Regions from separate parts of the Mus musculus genome. Here region 1 is linked to region 2. The links are chromatin contacts, called in public HiChIP or PLAC-seq maps. All regions are on one chromosome and are shown on one strand. Each heading gives the region's core, a stretch centred on a gene start, on an enhancer-like site or on the middle of the called end of the contact. The rest is flanking DNA. Distances are from core to core; before and after follow the strand shown. Region 1 overlaps Gm26510 (a long non-coding RNA gene). Region 2 has its middle 13 kb from the start of Gm41610.

Region 1 (7,299 bases), core at 3,314-5,813, 88 kb before region 2:
TGTGCAATGTTTTGCCATGGTGTGCTGTTCCAGTGCTTTGTTGGTACTGTCTTTTGTGATCCTCACGGTACAAACATCTTTCTTTTAGTGAATGAGGCACCCGGGTTTAACTCACTGCGTTTGGACACCTGGAGGACACAGGCAGCAGAGTGGTCAGTCACAGTGGAGCGTATGTGCTCATTACCGCCTGTATGGTTAACTTTTTTTTTCTTGTTTGAGAATCCCATGTCATGTACCCCGATTGTACTCTCCTCTCAGTTTCCCCATGTCTGTCCCCTTCTGCTGTGACCTATTCCACCCACACATATACAAAAAGGAAGGAAGGAAGAAAGAAAGAGAAGAAAAGAAAAGAAAATCCTGGAGCATGGTCAAATTCCTAGGGGCCAATCCCCCAAAGGAAGATGAGTCATTTCTCTGCTTGCATCCACACCAGAAGCCATTGACTGAGGAGAGCCATGTGGTGGCTGGAGATGGGCAGGGCCAGCTCTTCTGCACCTGTGCCCCTGAACTTCAGGCAGAAACCCAGAGCACAGACATCCATCCACATGGACCTCACTGGTAACACAGGAGACAGACAGCAACATGGACCCTAGTTAGATCAGGACATCAGCCCACTTCAGTGGCTGCATGGACTCAACACAGCCTCAGGTGGCTTCTCGTGACATATCAGCACGGGCCCCCGAGGCAGCAGAGCTGGAGGACGGCTCCAAAACATTAGGCGGCGTCCCAGGCTGCATATGTCCACACGGATCTGTTCCAGAAGAAAAGAGTCATTATACAGGATGACCAAAGAAAGTGCTTTTGACTAAAGACTATTCCAAGGGACAAAAATCCAACCAAAGATACCCTAAACTGAATTTGAAAATACGACACAAAATCTCTTTCCAAGACTTAAGAGAAGGAAAGACTAGGACAGAGTGGTATGTGGTGTTACTTGGCGAAGACAGAGAAGAGAGGAAGTCACCATGTTCATACAGCTTTACATACACACACAGATAAACACACACACACTTCACATATACACACAGACCACACACACACATACCCCAAAACACGTGCCATATATACACACATAACAAACACATACCACACACACACATACCACAAAACACATGCCATGTAGACACATGTATACTATACACACATACACAAACACACATATAACACAAAACATATACATACATGCCACAAAATACATGCAATATGCACATTTACATATCATATACATATACCACAAAACACATGCCATATATACACACATAACAAACACATACCACACACACACATACCACAAAACACATGCCATGTAGACACACGTATACTATACACACATACACAAACACACATATAACACAAAACATATACATACATACCACAAAATACATGCAATATGCACATTTACATATCATATACATATACCACAAAACACATGCCATATAGAAACATATACTATGCATACATGCAGAAACACACATATCACAAAATACATACCACATACACACAGAGTATCACCAATAACAAGGCCAGAGAAGGGTCAAGCTTATTTTTTAGGGGATCTGGGCTGGACCTTCTCCCACGAGGGCTGCCAGCAGACAGGTCAGCAGTAGAACTTGAATTTGGAGTGAACAATGAATACATTTTTTTTTTTAAAAGAATGTCCCTGTTGTTATCCCATTGAAATTTAACATGCCATCCTGTGTTTTATCTGGCAACCCTCCTCCCAGCTCATAAAGAAAAGACTCTTAGTAGTATAGTTTCACCAAAGTTGGAGGAAGCCTGGGGACAGGAATGTGACTCAGTGTGGGGTGTGCACAAAGCTCTGCTGTCATCTCTGGCACTGCACATATGCAAAGAAGAGAGATGGAAGCCAGTGAAGAAGCGGTCTGTGCAGAGGGGTGGGCTTTGTTGTTTCCTCCCCTGGTTATAACAACCGTGGAAGTGTGTAAGGACGGCTGGCAGGAGTGAGCAGAAAGAGTTGAGGCTTTGCTATGCCGGACTCCCTGATTATGTCACGCTCTTCTGTCTTCCTCTGAACTCAGATCCTGACAAGATGTGCTCACATTTTTCCTATTTTGGCAGCATCATTGAAAGAGAACTGCGGACAAGAGGGTGGCGTGGGGAGGGTTGCGCGTGCCTGAGCAACAAGATGAAACAAGACTGAAGCTTTCCATCGTAGCATCCACGTTGCTCTAATGGAGACAATGAGATGTCTTATGTGTTCCCTCCATCGCACACCTGTATGTGTCTGCCCTGAAGGGTGAGCCGGAGGGATTTGGGGCCACCCAGTTCAGCCTTGTGTTTCCTCCTGGCCCCAGACATTTTTCTGAGGGTCAGATTCCTGGCATGTGACTAGGCAGGGCTCTTCCTGTTCCTTTGCCTTGACAACCCCTCAAGGGATTTTGTGGGCCACAGAAATTTTATAACTCAGAAATGAGAACGTATGTCAGCGTTTCTTGAGTTTCAGCTACGAGACAAAGTAGCTTCAGTTGTCCAACCATAAAACAACAGGGCTGAGTTTTATTAAAAGACACACACACACACAGACACTTGAGAGACAGAGAGAGAAACACTGACATTCATCATTTGGCCAAACCCGCCCAAGGAGCGATTGTTCAAAACCCTTTGCCTCCGGTTCTTCACTCTCAAGCCTTCTGGGAGAAGATTAACTAACTCTCTTGAGTCACGACACAGCAGGTTCATATGTTCAGTGGCAAAGGAGTAAGAAAGTGTATGCTAAACTTTCCAGCCCGGTCTAAGCAGGGTCCAGAGATTCTGCAGTTTACTTTCTCTGGGCCATTTCGTGGGGGAAATCTGATTTTCCTTTCTTCCCACTACCTTTGGTCATATGAAATCCCCAGGTTTTGGTACCTTACCCCTGCTAGTCCACAATGCATGACATTTTGTCTCAGTATCAGCAAGATCCTTAAGTGAATGAACAGTTGACATTGAATGGGAGCTGACAATTTCTATTTATTTTCTATGAATATAAGGGAGTACAATAGCTGCATGTGTGTGTGTGCATGTACATGTGTTCATGTGTGTGCACACGTGTGCGTGTGTGTGCGCGCGCATGTACACATGTGCGTGAGTGTGTATTCCTTAACAGGTAGATGCAGTTGGCTCTGTTATGATAATTTTACTCCCTCTGTGCCTTTAAAACTGGTCTCGTGAGATAAATACCAGGACAGAAAGGACTCTGTACTGCATTCGCCAGGATGTTACCAGATAAATGACTGTGGCATTTGCCTGTTCCATGAGGGATGTGTTACCAAATGATCTCAGATTTGGAGAATTTGTGATAATGCCTGACAGCCACCATGCTCTTGAATAAACACGAAGGAATTCCCTTTCATCTTCCCTTCAAGCCAGTCACTGGACTTCTCCAGCGCACAGCCCTGCAAGGCGGGCTGGGAAATCTGGAACTTGTTTGCTCATCTCTGTCTTCTTTCTGAGTTCTGTGTGCGGTGACCACATCTGCGAGTTCTTTCAGGGTGTTGGGGTGCCATTAATCTAAGTCGGCAGCCGGCCTTGCTCTCATCGTCCACAGGACACTCCCTTTCCATCTGCTTCGGAGAGACAAAGCCTCCATCTTCCACGCTCTCTTAGCACAGTCATTACACACTTTATTTACACCGACTTTTTTGTTGTTTTTCCTGGGTCTATCAGGGAAAAAGTAATATTTACTACTACTACATATATCCTTTAATCTATAGAATTCCATCAGTAGCTATAGCAAAAAATCAAAATATACTGTCCAGAGCTAAAACGATTCCTCTATTAGCTGAAGGATCCATGAACATAATACAGCACTTTGCATTACCATAAATACTCTAAGGAGTTCTACATAGTTTTTAAAAACCTGTTCCTTTGAGTTTTCAGTTTTAATCTGGAATCTTTGTCATGTGTTGCACTGTTTCCACAAATATCACATACTAAATCACGGCCATGTCATCTCCATTAAATGAAAGGACATCTCTCTTTCCCTCCACATTCTTCCTTTCAAGTGCACAGATCTGCGTACTGCCTGGACTCTACTCAGGGACTCGCTCATCCGCTCCCTTAGACACTAGGCAAAGTCTGTAAAATGTCACCCGCTGACTCTGGCAGGACTGAACCAATAGAAACCAATCCTGGTCATTCCAGTCCTTCATGTTGGTGCTAGTTTGAGGGCTACTGCATGCAAGCAAGGTCTCAATCCCATGGTTGCATCGCTTCCAGGAAGGACAGGGGAGGGCCTTCCTAAGACGGCTCAAAGGGTTTAGTTAGTGAATTAGGATCGAAAGGCCATCTGCATAGGAAAGACGTGGCTAACTAATCCTGTTTGTAGACGACACGATTTTATAAAGAGGGAAATCTAACGCCATCCCCCTTTTGTGAATTGTGTGGTTTGGGTTCTGGAAACCTGGTTGGGAGCACTGGCAACGAAGAAAGGACAGACACACAGACACATGGACAGAGAAACCGATGAACCAGCTGCAGGTGCAGCACAGAAGGGGGTGAGCTAGTCTTCACAGGAGGTCTCCCAAGCAGCAGTCTCTCTCAGGCTGTAAATACCCTGGAGAAGGAAGCTGTGGTTGGGTAGTTTTTGCACACACTGTTCACCCGTTAGCAAACACCAACACTTGCACACACTGACGACATTCACACTCAGACAACAGGAAGGTTTTACCAGCCCTTGGAGCCCCACTAGTGTAGTGGGGTGGAGGGAAGTGTGTCCTTTCCCATGGAGCTGAGGTCCTTGACATGGCCTCACCTGTGGCTACAATACACCTTAGCTCGAGGCTTCGTCTGCTCTCCTCATTCATGGCTTCCTCGGCTCGCCCTTCCCAAAACAAAACAAAACCCCCAAATAATAATCATTAATCTGTTTGAAGACAAATCTTTGGCATGTATATAAGTTTGCCATCTCAGTATTAAACTCGAAAGCAAGTGTGGAGAGTAGAAACCATAAAAGAAGCTGGAACCTTCCAATTTTGTAAGATAGGATATTCTCTCATAGAACAGCAGCTATAGGATGGAGCCTAATTTCCTGAGTTGATCAAAAAGTTTGAATCAAGTAAATATAAACTCCGAAGCCAACAGAAACGTAGGCAGTTTACCTCACACACAAGACAAAACTCAGATGGCGAGCTGGGCCTCTCCTGCTTACTTGCAGCTTGAAGGGAAAGTCACTGCAGGGCACAGAAGAGGGTGTGGCCGAGAGTCATGGAAAAGGAACAGCTAGCTACCTTGCTTCCACAGGGCAGGGAGGGTCGCTGCTTTTAAAACTGCAAAGCCATTGTGGCTAAGCTGGAGTCATATCTGTTGAGGCTTCCTGGCGTTGCTGCTGAGCCATCTTCCCCAGATGAACAAAAGGACCTATCTTAATCCATTTGAGCTGTTGTGACAAATTCACAAACAACAGAAATGTGTTCCTGTGATCCTAGGGTCTAAAATCAAGGTGCCAATAAAGTCAGTGTCTGGTGAGGGTGCCTCTTATTCTCTCTGATTCCATTCCTGGGTTCTTCTCCAACCTCATCAGCCAAGTCACCACTTTTTTTTTTTTAAAGATTTATTTATTTATTTATTTATTTAATGTATATGAGTACACTGTAGCTCTACAGATGGTTGTGAGCCATCATGTGGTTGCTGGGAATTGAATTTAGGACCTCTGCTCGCTCTGGTTGGCCCCACTTGCTCCGGCCCAAAGATTTTTTTTTTTCTTTTTTATTAGATATTTTCCTTATTTACATTTCAAATGTTATCCCCTTTCCTAGTTTTCCCTCCGTAAATCCCCTATCCACTCCCCCCTCGCCCTGCTCCCCGACCCACCCACTCCCATTCCTGGCCCTGGCATTCCCCTATACTGGGGCATAGAACCTTCACAGGGACCTAGGGCCTCTTCTCCCATTGATGACCAACTAGGCCATCCTCTGCTACATATGCAGCTAGGGCCACGAGTCCCTCCATGTGTTTTCTTTGGTTGGTGGTTTAGTCCCAGGGAGCTCGGGGGTACTGGATAGTTCATATTGTTGTTCCTCCTATGGGGCTGAAACCCCCTTCAGCTCCTTGGGTACTTTCTCTAGCTCCTTCATTGGGGACCCTGTGCCCTGTCCAATAGATGACTGTGAGCATCCACTTCTGTATTTGCCAGGCACTGGCACAGCCTCTCAGGAGACAGCTATATCAGGGTCCTGTCAGCAAAATCTTGTTGACATCTGCCATAGTGTCTGGGTTTGGTGGTTGTTTATGGGATGGATCCCCAGGTGAGGCAGTTTTGTAACTCCTTCCATGGGTATTTTGTTTCCCCTTTTAAGAAGGATCGAAGTATCCACACTTTGGTCTTCCATCTTCTTCAGTTTCATGTGTTTTGCAAATTGTATCTTAGGTATTCTGAGCTTCTGGGCTAATATCCACTTACCAGTGAGTGCATATCATGTGTGTTCTTTTGTGATTGGGTTACCTCACTCAGGATGATAAATCAGTACACTGTAGCTGTCTTCAGACACACCACAAGAGGGCGTCAGATATCACTACTGATGGTTGTGAGCAACCATGTGGTTGCTGGGATTTGAACTCAGGACCTTCGGAAGAGCAGTCAATGTTCTTAACCACTGAGCCATCTCTCCAGCCCCAGGTTCTCACTTCTTAATATGAATGAATGAAGATGGGTTTCAGTAGGTGAATTTGGGGGAAGACAGCAGAAAGTGATGTCTAAGTGTATAAAGTAGTCAGTGTTATATAAATATCAAATCTGGTTTTGATTATATCTGTGGTTATCACTGTGAGGAGCTGGAGAGTGGGTTTTATACAGAAATCAACCAAACTGGTTTGAAACTTGTGTGTATTTAATATCGATTTCAAGCACAAGGCTGGGGTTGGATAGATGCTCAGTGGTTTGGAGCACTTGTTATTCTTACAGAGGACCTAGGCTTGACTCCTAGCATGTATGTGATTCCCAGACATCTGTCACAGCAGTTCTAAGACAACCAGGCACACATGGAGTATACATACATACAACATATATACATACATACATACATACATACATAGTAAAGTAAATAAGTGCAAAAAGAACATTAAAACTACTACAAAATGTCATGTCCAAGATAAATCCACTTTCACATTCTACATTATAGTGACACACTTATACTCCATATTCCAAATGGAATACATACGTGCTATTAGTGGTTTAACACAGATGCTGTCATGAAGGTTTGTTCTAACTCCCCATTCTATGCCCCTGGAGGAAATAGTACAAGATGGATACCAGCAGAAACTAACTCGAACACTCACAGAACTAGGGGAGAGCCCAAGGCT
Region 2 (7,183 bases), core at 2,070-4,569:
GGTGGGGGTGGGGTGGAGAGAGAAGAATCTGTGTTAAAACATCAAATTTGAGAGTAAAGCTCTCTGTCTCAGGTGGGCGTCACTGATGTGCAGAAATGGAATGCTCGATATGACAGTTGGTGGCAAATGCTGCAGAATACAGGGTTGAGAGGTCAGAGGAAGGACAGGAAGAGGTCTGATGGCAGACCACTAGGTCTGGCGACCTATTGCAGGCAAGACACTCTCTACTGGATATAGAAGGGAAAGATTGTAAGAGGCTACAAAGTTTCTCCTTCCCCCCCACTTCTTCTGTGCTTAGGGATTAAACTCAGGATCTTCTATATCCTAAGATTATACCCCACCACTGCCCTATACTCCCACCCCCTGCTAATTTTCTGAGGACCAACAGAACTCCAATAAAACTCGCGGCCAACTGGGGCAGTGACTGGATTATACATCCATGCAAACTCAGCAAGAAGCTGGAGAAAGATCTGGAGGTTGGGGAGGAAAGAGCTCATGACTACAAAACAATAAAAAGAGACAGCCTCGAAGTCAGAGCAAGCACTGGGCAACTGTGTCTACCCATGGAAGGACATCTTATTAAAAACAGAGGTGCTGGGCGTGGTGGCACATGCCTTTAATCCCAGCACTCGGAGGCAGAGGCAGACGAATTTCTGAGTTCGAGGCCAGCCTGGTCTACAAAGTGAGCTCCAGGACAGCCAGGGCTACACAGAGAACCCCTGTCTTGAAAAGCCAAAAAATAAATAAACAAACAAACAAACAAAAAAACTAACAAACAAAAAAAACCAGAGGTGCAGAGAGGCAAGGCTGGTGAGAGCCCATGGACAGCGCAGTGGGACTGGACTCATGTTGGGGGCTGATAGGAATCAAACTCTAAGAAGCCTTGAAACAGAGGCCCAGAGCATGTATCCAAAATTCTTTCTTGGCTGAACTCTCTAGGACTCGTGTCTGTGTATACAAGTTTTTGGTCAATGTTATCAGCTCCCCCAACACCAGCTCTGGAGTCTGTATGTGCCAGTGTGAAATACACGCGTGGAGCTCCTCTCAAGAAAAGACCATCGGGACCTACAAGGTGGCTCGGCAGGTTAAGGTATTTATTGCCAGCCCTGATAACCTGAGTTTGATCCCCAGGACCCAGCTGGTAGGAGGAGCAGACTCACTCCCTCAAGTTGTCCTCTGAGCCCCACTTGTACACAGCGTTAATGAGTACATCTCATAAATACATAAAATGTCATTTTGAAAAAAGAACCGTGGGAGGTGTTCAGTTGCTGGGTACATACTTTAAAACTGCAGTCCCAGGTACTTGGATAGCTGAGGCAGGAGACTTACTTGAGAGCCCAGGTTCTCACAGATTCCTGTCTCAAGGAAAAGGAGAAAAAGAAAATCAAAGCTAAACACAACCATCCAAACGCAAATGACAAATGACAAATGACAAATGGCGGCGGAACAGGAAGAAGGAGGATCCACAATGCAAGGTCACCTTCCGCTCTGCACGGGGTCAGAGGTCAGCCGGAAATACAATGGACCTTGTCCCCAAAACACAAAACGAGCTTCTAAGACCTTAAATCAAAGCATCCAGACGCCTCCTCCCCAACCCCCGCCCCGCCCCGCCCCGCCCCGTGATTTCAACTTGTTCGGTAATATTCACCGTAGAGAAGGCAGACAAGTTGTTAGTATGGAATTTTTAACGGTTTATAATCCTCTAGTGCACTGCCAGCTTTAAATGGAAATGAAGACCATTTCGTTACACTTGGGATCTCTCGAACTACAAACTTCAGTTTCACCACTTCAGTTTCACCACTTGTATGAGTGTCACTTCTTGTTCTTATAACAGCGACACCCATCCAAGCTGTAAAACTGTTCTTCCTCCTCTTCTGGCCTCATTCGGCTCGTATCTCACCAAACACATTCCAAGTTAGGAAGAACTGAGAGCTAGAGGCCCTATGGTGACCCTGTCTTGAGCTCACCTCCTCCTCTTCCTTTTGAATGTATATGTATACATTGTATGCAAGGTACATGACAACCCTGTCACTGTCTCCAGACACACTAGACGAGGGCATCGGATCCCAAGACAGATGGCTGTGAGCCCCCATGTGGGTGCTGGGAATTGAACTCAGGACCTCTGGAAGAGTAGTCAGTGTTCTTAACTGCCGAGTCATCTCTCCAGCCCATGCCCTCCCCTCCCTCTAGCTCAGTGTTGAGCTAACACTGGAAGTCACAGGAGTGGTGGGGAAGGATGTGGCCCAGTTCCTTGTTTCTCGAATATCATCAGCTTTTTCTTTTTTTCCTTTGGCTTGAATGGAAAGCACACCCTCTCTGGACTCTAACTGCCCTCTCTGGTTACTTTGGCGTAGTCGGTACAGGCCTCTCTGACAGCCACCCCATACAAGGCCTGCTCCCTTCTCATGCATGTGTGAAAGGGATTGGGTTTGCTTCTTCTAAGTGAGTTGGGGGGGGGGTTAAGGGGGGGGGTTGGGAGGGAGAGGGTGTGACGTCAGAGCTGGAGAACCTAGTTGGATGTGCCAGCAGCTGCAGCTGAGGCCCTGCACACTCCAAGAAAACAAGACCAGAGGCCCACACCTTTAATCCCCGCACTCCAGTGGCAGAGGCAGGTGGATCTCTGAGTTGGAGGCTAGCCTGGCCTACAAAGGGAGTTTCAGAACAGCCAGGCCTGAACAGACAAACCTTGTCTTGAAAAATCAACCAACTAACCAACCAAACTAACAACAAGCCAAACAAAAACACAAAAGCCTAGAGTCTTGTGACCTTTGTTTCTTCCCAACAACTAATTGTTCTTGGAATGGGTTTTCATGCCCCTCCCAGGTGTAGCTGGCAGGAGTCAGTTTACTTCTGATTGTTCATTACAATCGGCTTTTATGCCTGCAATGGAAAAAGGGGGTTTTGTGGAGCAGAAGTGGCCTTGCCCAGTCTGTCCACCAAGGGCACCTTGAAGGGCTCAAGCCGGACTGAACTTGACAAATACAGGATGGAGCACAGCAAACATGGCACCAACAGGTTTGGGCTCTTTCCCTTCTCCTTGCTAAACTGTTAGATTATATTCCTAAAGCCAGGCCCTAAGAAGGCCTCCTCCCTTATTTGGCCACACTGACTACTTTCTGAGACAAAACACAAGGTCCCACAATCAAGGTCATTATTTGACCAATGTCCAATCAGAATTTACCAACTCACCTTAGCACAGACTCTTCTTTTTTTCCTTAAAAACCCCACCGCAGCAAAAAAATCTCAGCTAGCCACAACTTTCCCCAACCCCATCCTGCTCGGGTAATCTCCTTTGTAATGGATATTGGGTGTCTAGGTGTGTCCTTTATGGAAGAGGCAGACCTCCCATGCGCCAATCTGAACTCCTAATCACCATCCTTGTGGCTGTGGCCCGGCCTTACCTCCTTGGCCTGTCCTTGCTGCCATGGCCCATCTTTTTTTTTTTTTTTTTAGATTTATTTATTTTATGTATATGAGCACACTATGTAGTTGTCCTCAGACACACCAGAAGAGGGCATCGGATCCCGTTACAGATGGTTGAGAGACACCACATAGCTGCTGGGAATTGAACTCAGGACCTCTGGAAGAACAATCAGTTCTCTTAACTGCTGAGCCATCTCTCCAGCCGGCCATGGCCATATCCTTGCTGCCATGCCCACCCTTGCCTCTATGTGGCCCGTCCACGTCTCTGTACATTTTAAAAAATATTTATTTATTTATTATATGTGAGTACACTGTAGCTGTCCTCAGACAATCCAGAAGAGGGAGTCAGATCTCGTTATGGATGGTTGTGAGCCACCATGTGGTTGCTGGGATTTGAACTCCTGACCTTCAGAAGAGCAGTCGGATGTTCTTACCCACTGAGCCATCTCACCAGCCCCTTTTTTTTTTTTTAAGCCTCTGTACATTACTCACTAACGTCTCTTCGTCCTCAGAGTATAAACTCTCTAATGTGCTCTGAATGGCTATCGCCTGAGACTTTAGTCTGGTTCATTTCTTGGCTCCACTCTCCCCACTGTCTTCAGAGAATAAACATTTAGAATTAGAATTTAGGGAATTATAATTTCTAGATAGGAAGTCGTCTGCTGTACTGAGCTTACTAAACTGAGCTTTCTGTATATATGTTGGCATGTTCAAGATGTAGACAAAGAACCAGATGTTTTTGTATTTGTTGTTTTTTTTTATTAGATATTTTCTTCATTTACATTTCAAATGCTATCCCCAAAGCCCCCTATACCCTCCCCAAGAACCAGATGTTTAACATCAATGGACACCTACATTGACATACTCATTCCACGGCCCCCCGCCCCGTGTGTGTGTGTGTGTGTGTGTGTGTGTGTGTGAGAGAGAGAGAGAGAGAGAGAGAGAGAGAGAGAAACCTTGGGGTGCGGCTGTGAGGGTAAATTCTTCATGGACACAATATTCTAGTTCCTACTTCCCTTGCTCTGGCATGAGCTTGAATACAACCTGTGTGATAAGCTTGTCTTTCTAGTCAGATTTGTCCACTTGCGACTCAGCCCCCACACTCTGCCCCACTTGGCTTCATCTTTTCCCCTTAGGTTCAGACGCTAAAATGATATTTCAAACGGAGATGCATGGAAATCTGCCAACAGCAGGTTTAATGCAATTGGCCTTCCAAACACCGTTTTGTTCTGCTTTGTTTTGGGGCTGTTGGGGATCAGGCCTCATGTGGGTGCACACCCAATGTGATGTGCACATGTGTGTGGTGATATACCTTGCTATCCTTCCCTCGCTCCATTTTTTTTTTTTTTTTTTTGACACGGGGTCTCAAGTTGTACCTGGAGCTAACGGATTGGCTACCATGGCCTGACCAGTGAGCTTCAGAGATTCACATGTTCTACTCTTACCCTCACTACCCCCATTTTTATAGATTTGTGTGTCTAACTAACTTTCATGTGGGTGCTGGGAAATCCCAAGCTCACCTCTTCATGCATTTATTTACCTATTGGTCAGCCTACTTCCTCCCAGCCCTTCCTGACCACCCTCACAGAGTTCTGATGAGAGCTGTGTCCTAGAATATGTGAAATAAACAAACCAACAAGGTCCAGGCGAGCACTTCCTCAGGAAATGAAAAAAATTCTTAATTATCGTGATGAGAACTGTTAGCAACAGAAGCTGTATCCAGCTAGCCTCCGAATCCAGCGTTGACGTCATCCCTAGGCGACAAGAACCCTCTCGCATCGCTTGCCATGGCAACCACTGCACACTCCCTGCGCATGCCTCACTCCCATCACCTAAGCACATCATCATCTGGGTTACCTATGTCGTGGTCTAAGTCACAGCCCAGATAAGAGACAGAGACCCCGATCCATCTCTCTCTCTTTCCTCTTCCCTGTTTCTTACCCCCTTCAGTAAAGGACTTCTCTCGTGGGAACTGTGCTGTGTTAATCATGAGCGGGACACTGAATAGAGTTTTACAAAATCTATACACAAGGACCTCATAGCAGCCCTATGCAAACATGAACCCTTTCCCTTCTAATTACACAGGCTTAGAACCCAGTAGCCAGAGAGACTGTGATTAACTCAGCCTCTCAAAGATTGTAATTAGGCTAAGGGCAACACATTTTAGGTCCATCTTAAGTATGGTGAAACCCCTGATTTACTTCTGTGTGAAGAGTTGCTCCCTCACATCACCATGGTTTACAGTGTTGGGTGTTCACTCAACTTCAGCCTGGAAACACAGTTCTTCTGTGCTAGCTAGCCCCTCCCCACAGGTAGAACTTCCCAAACGTTCAGACGTCCCACTCTTGAGATGTCAATGCCCGTTCAAGGCATCCATTGTGCACCTATACAAGACCAGATACAAAGGTACTGCTCACTGGAAAGGGCTCCCCAGAGTTACAACCTGGCTTGCTACGGTCAACAAACAGGCTCAGGGTTGGAAGTGGCAGGTTCCTTAAAGGAGACTCCCTTCAGGCTAAGCTGCAGAGAAGACCAAGGGTGAACCTTTATGTTCCACCAAGGGTAGGAAGCCTCTTTTCCCTGAACATGTTGGGACCTGGTGGGACTTCCCAAGAAATGGGCTAAGTTGGACTCCACAGGAATCCAAGGTTGAATCATTCCAACTATCCATTTTGCCTTCACTCAAGAGCAGCCTTTGGGACCAACCCCCATTGCTCACTTGGTCACGTTAGCTCAAGCAGTGAAACATTATGGTTTATTTGGAAAATGAAACAATGTGAGAAGTCTAGTATCTTTAAGGAGTGTCAGGTATAGGAGTAAATGTTTTCTCTTTCTCTTTCTTTCTTTCTCTCTTTCTCTCTTTTTTCTTTTTTAAGATTTATCTATTTTATATGTTAATACACTGTAGCTTTCTTCAGACACACCAGAAGAAGGCATCGGATCCCATGACAGGTGGTTGTAAGCCACCGTGTGGTTGCTGGGAATTGAACTCAGGACCTCTGGGGGTGCGTAGTCGTCGGTGCTCTTAACTCTGAGCCATCTCTTCAGCCCAGTAAATGTTTTCTATAGCAAGATGTTCACCCCTAAGATAACAAGTATGTATTACTCCCTAAAGTAGACTCTAGGGTTTTCAGTTAATAGAACATACATTTTAAAAGGTGTATTCATTTTTAATTTTATGTATAGGGATGTTAGTCCTCGTATGTGTATGCATACCGTGTGCGTAGTACTCTTGGAGGCCAAAAGAAATTATTCATAGGTAATTATGAGCCACTACCTGGAAGCTGGGAATCCAACCTGGGTCCTCTGGATAAGCAGCATACATTCTTACCCACTGACTCATCTCTCCAGCCCCAGTTAACAGAATATTTTTATTTTATTCTAGTGAGACACAGACTTGCCTGTAAAGGGTCCTGTACAGTATCGTCTAACCCCTTAGATCATTGAATCTGTTGGTAAGCCTTGGACTCCAAACTCCTAGAAAAAGAAAGTGTCCATCAACCAGGTACTTTGTAATATCTATGAATGACCCGTTCCAAAACCTTGGCTACCAAAAATCAGTGTAGATGTTCTCATAGAAGTCTCTTATATAGAATGGTGTAAAATTCACGTATCACCTGTGCACGTCCCGCTGCGACCTCATCTCTAGGTTCTTAGTACAATATAATGACTATGTAAGAAGTTGTTGTAGTGCCTCGTTTAGGCAAGAATGAAAAGAAACAGTTATACAGGGCTGGTGAGATGGCTCAGCGGTTAAGAG

The links. HiChIP or PLAC-seq counts read pairs in DNA pulled down with a chosen protein or histone mark.
Region 1: an H3K27ac HiChIP or PLAC-seq map of embryonic stem cells shows a contact between it and region 2, with 21 read pairs. The contact joins two enhancer-like sites. A contact is called at or near these places in 4 of 484 Hi-C or Micro-C datasets (CD4 T cells, CD8 T cells and embryonic stem cells), 14 of 115 datasets of contacts at active chromatin or transcription factors (bone marrow-derived macrophages, embryonic fibroblasts, embryonic stem cells and 3 more) and 4 of 9 other capture datasets (adipose tissue, embryonic stem cells, liver and 1 more).

The regions. Positions count from the first base shown.
Region 1 is chr17:70,913,540-70,920,838 of GRCm38.p6, reverse strand. The region is part of intron 1 of Gm26510 (a long non-coding RNA gene); the gene reads left to right. The region is part of intron 1 of Gm52315 (a long non-coding RNA gene); the gene reads right to left. Among named protein-coding and RNA genes, the nearest start is that of Gm52315, 5.2 kb to the right of the region's middle. Within about 2 kb of position 4,563, at least 47 of the 459 cell types and tissues checked have an H3K27ac peak or open chromatin away from gene starts, as enhancers often do. A contact at or near this core is called in embryonic stem cells, where this site is marked.
Region 2 is chr17:70,824,452-70,831,634 of GRCm38.p6, reverse strand. No RefSeq gene overlaps it. Among named protein-coding and RNA genes, the nearest start is that of Gm41610, 13 kb to the left of the region's middle. Within about 2 kb of position 3,319, at least 26 of the 459 cell types and tissues checked have an H3K27ac peak or open chromatin away from gene starts, as enhancers often do. A contact at or near this core is called in embryonic stem cells, where this site is marked.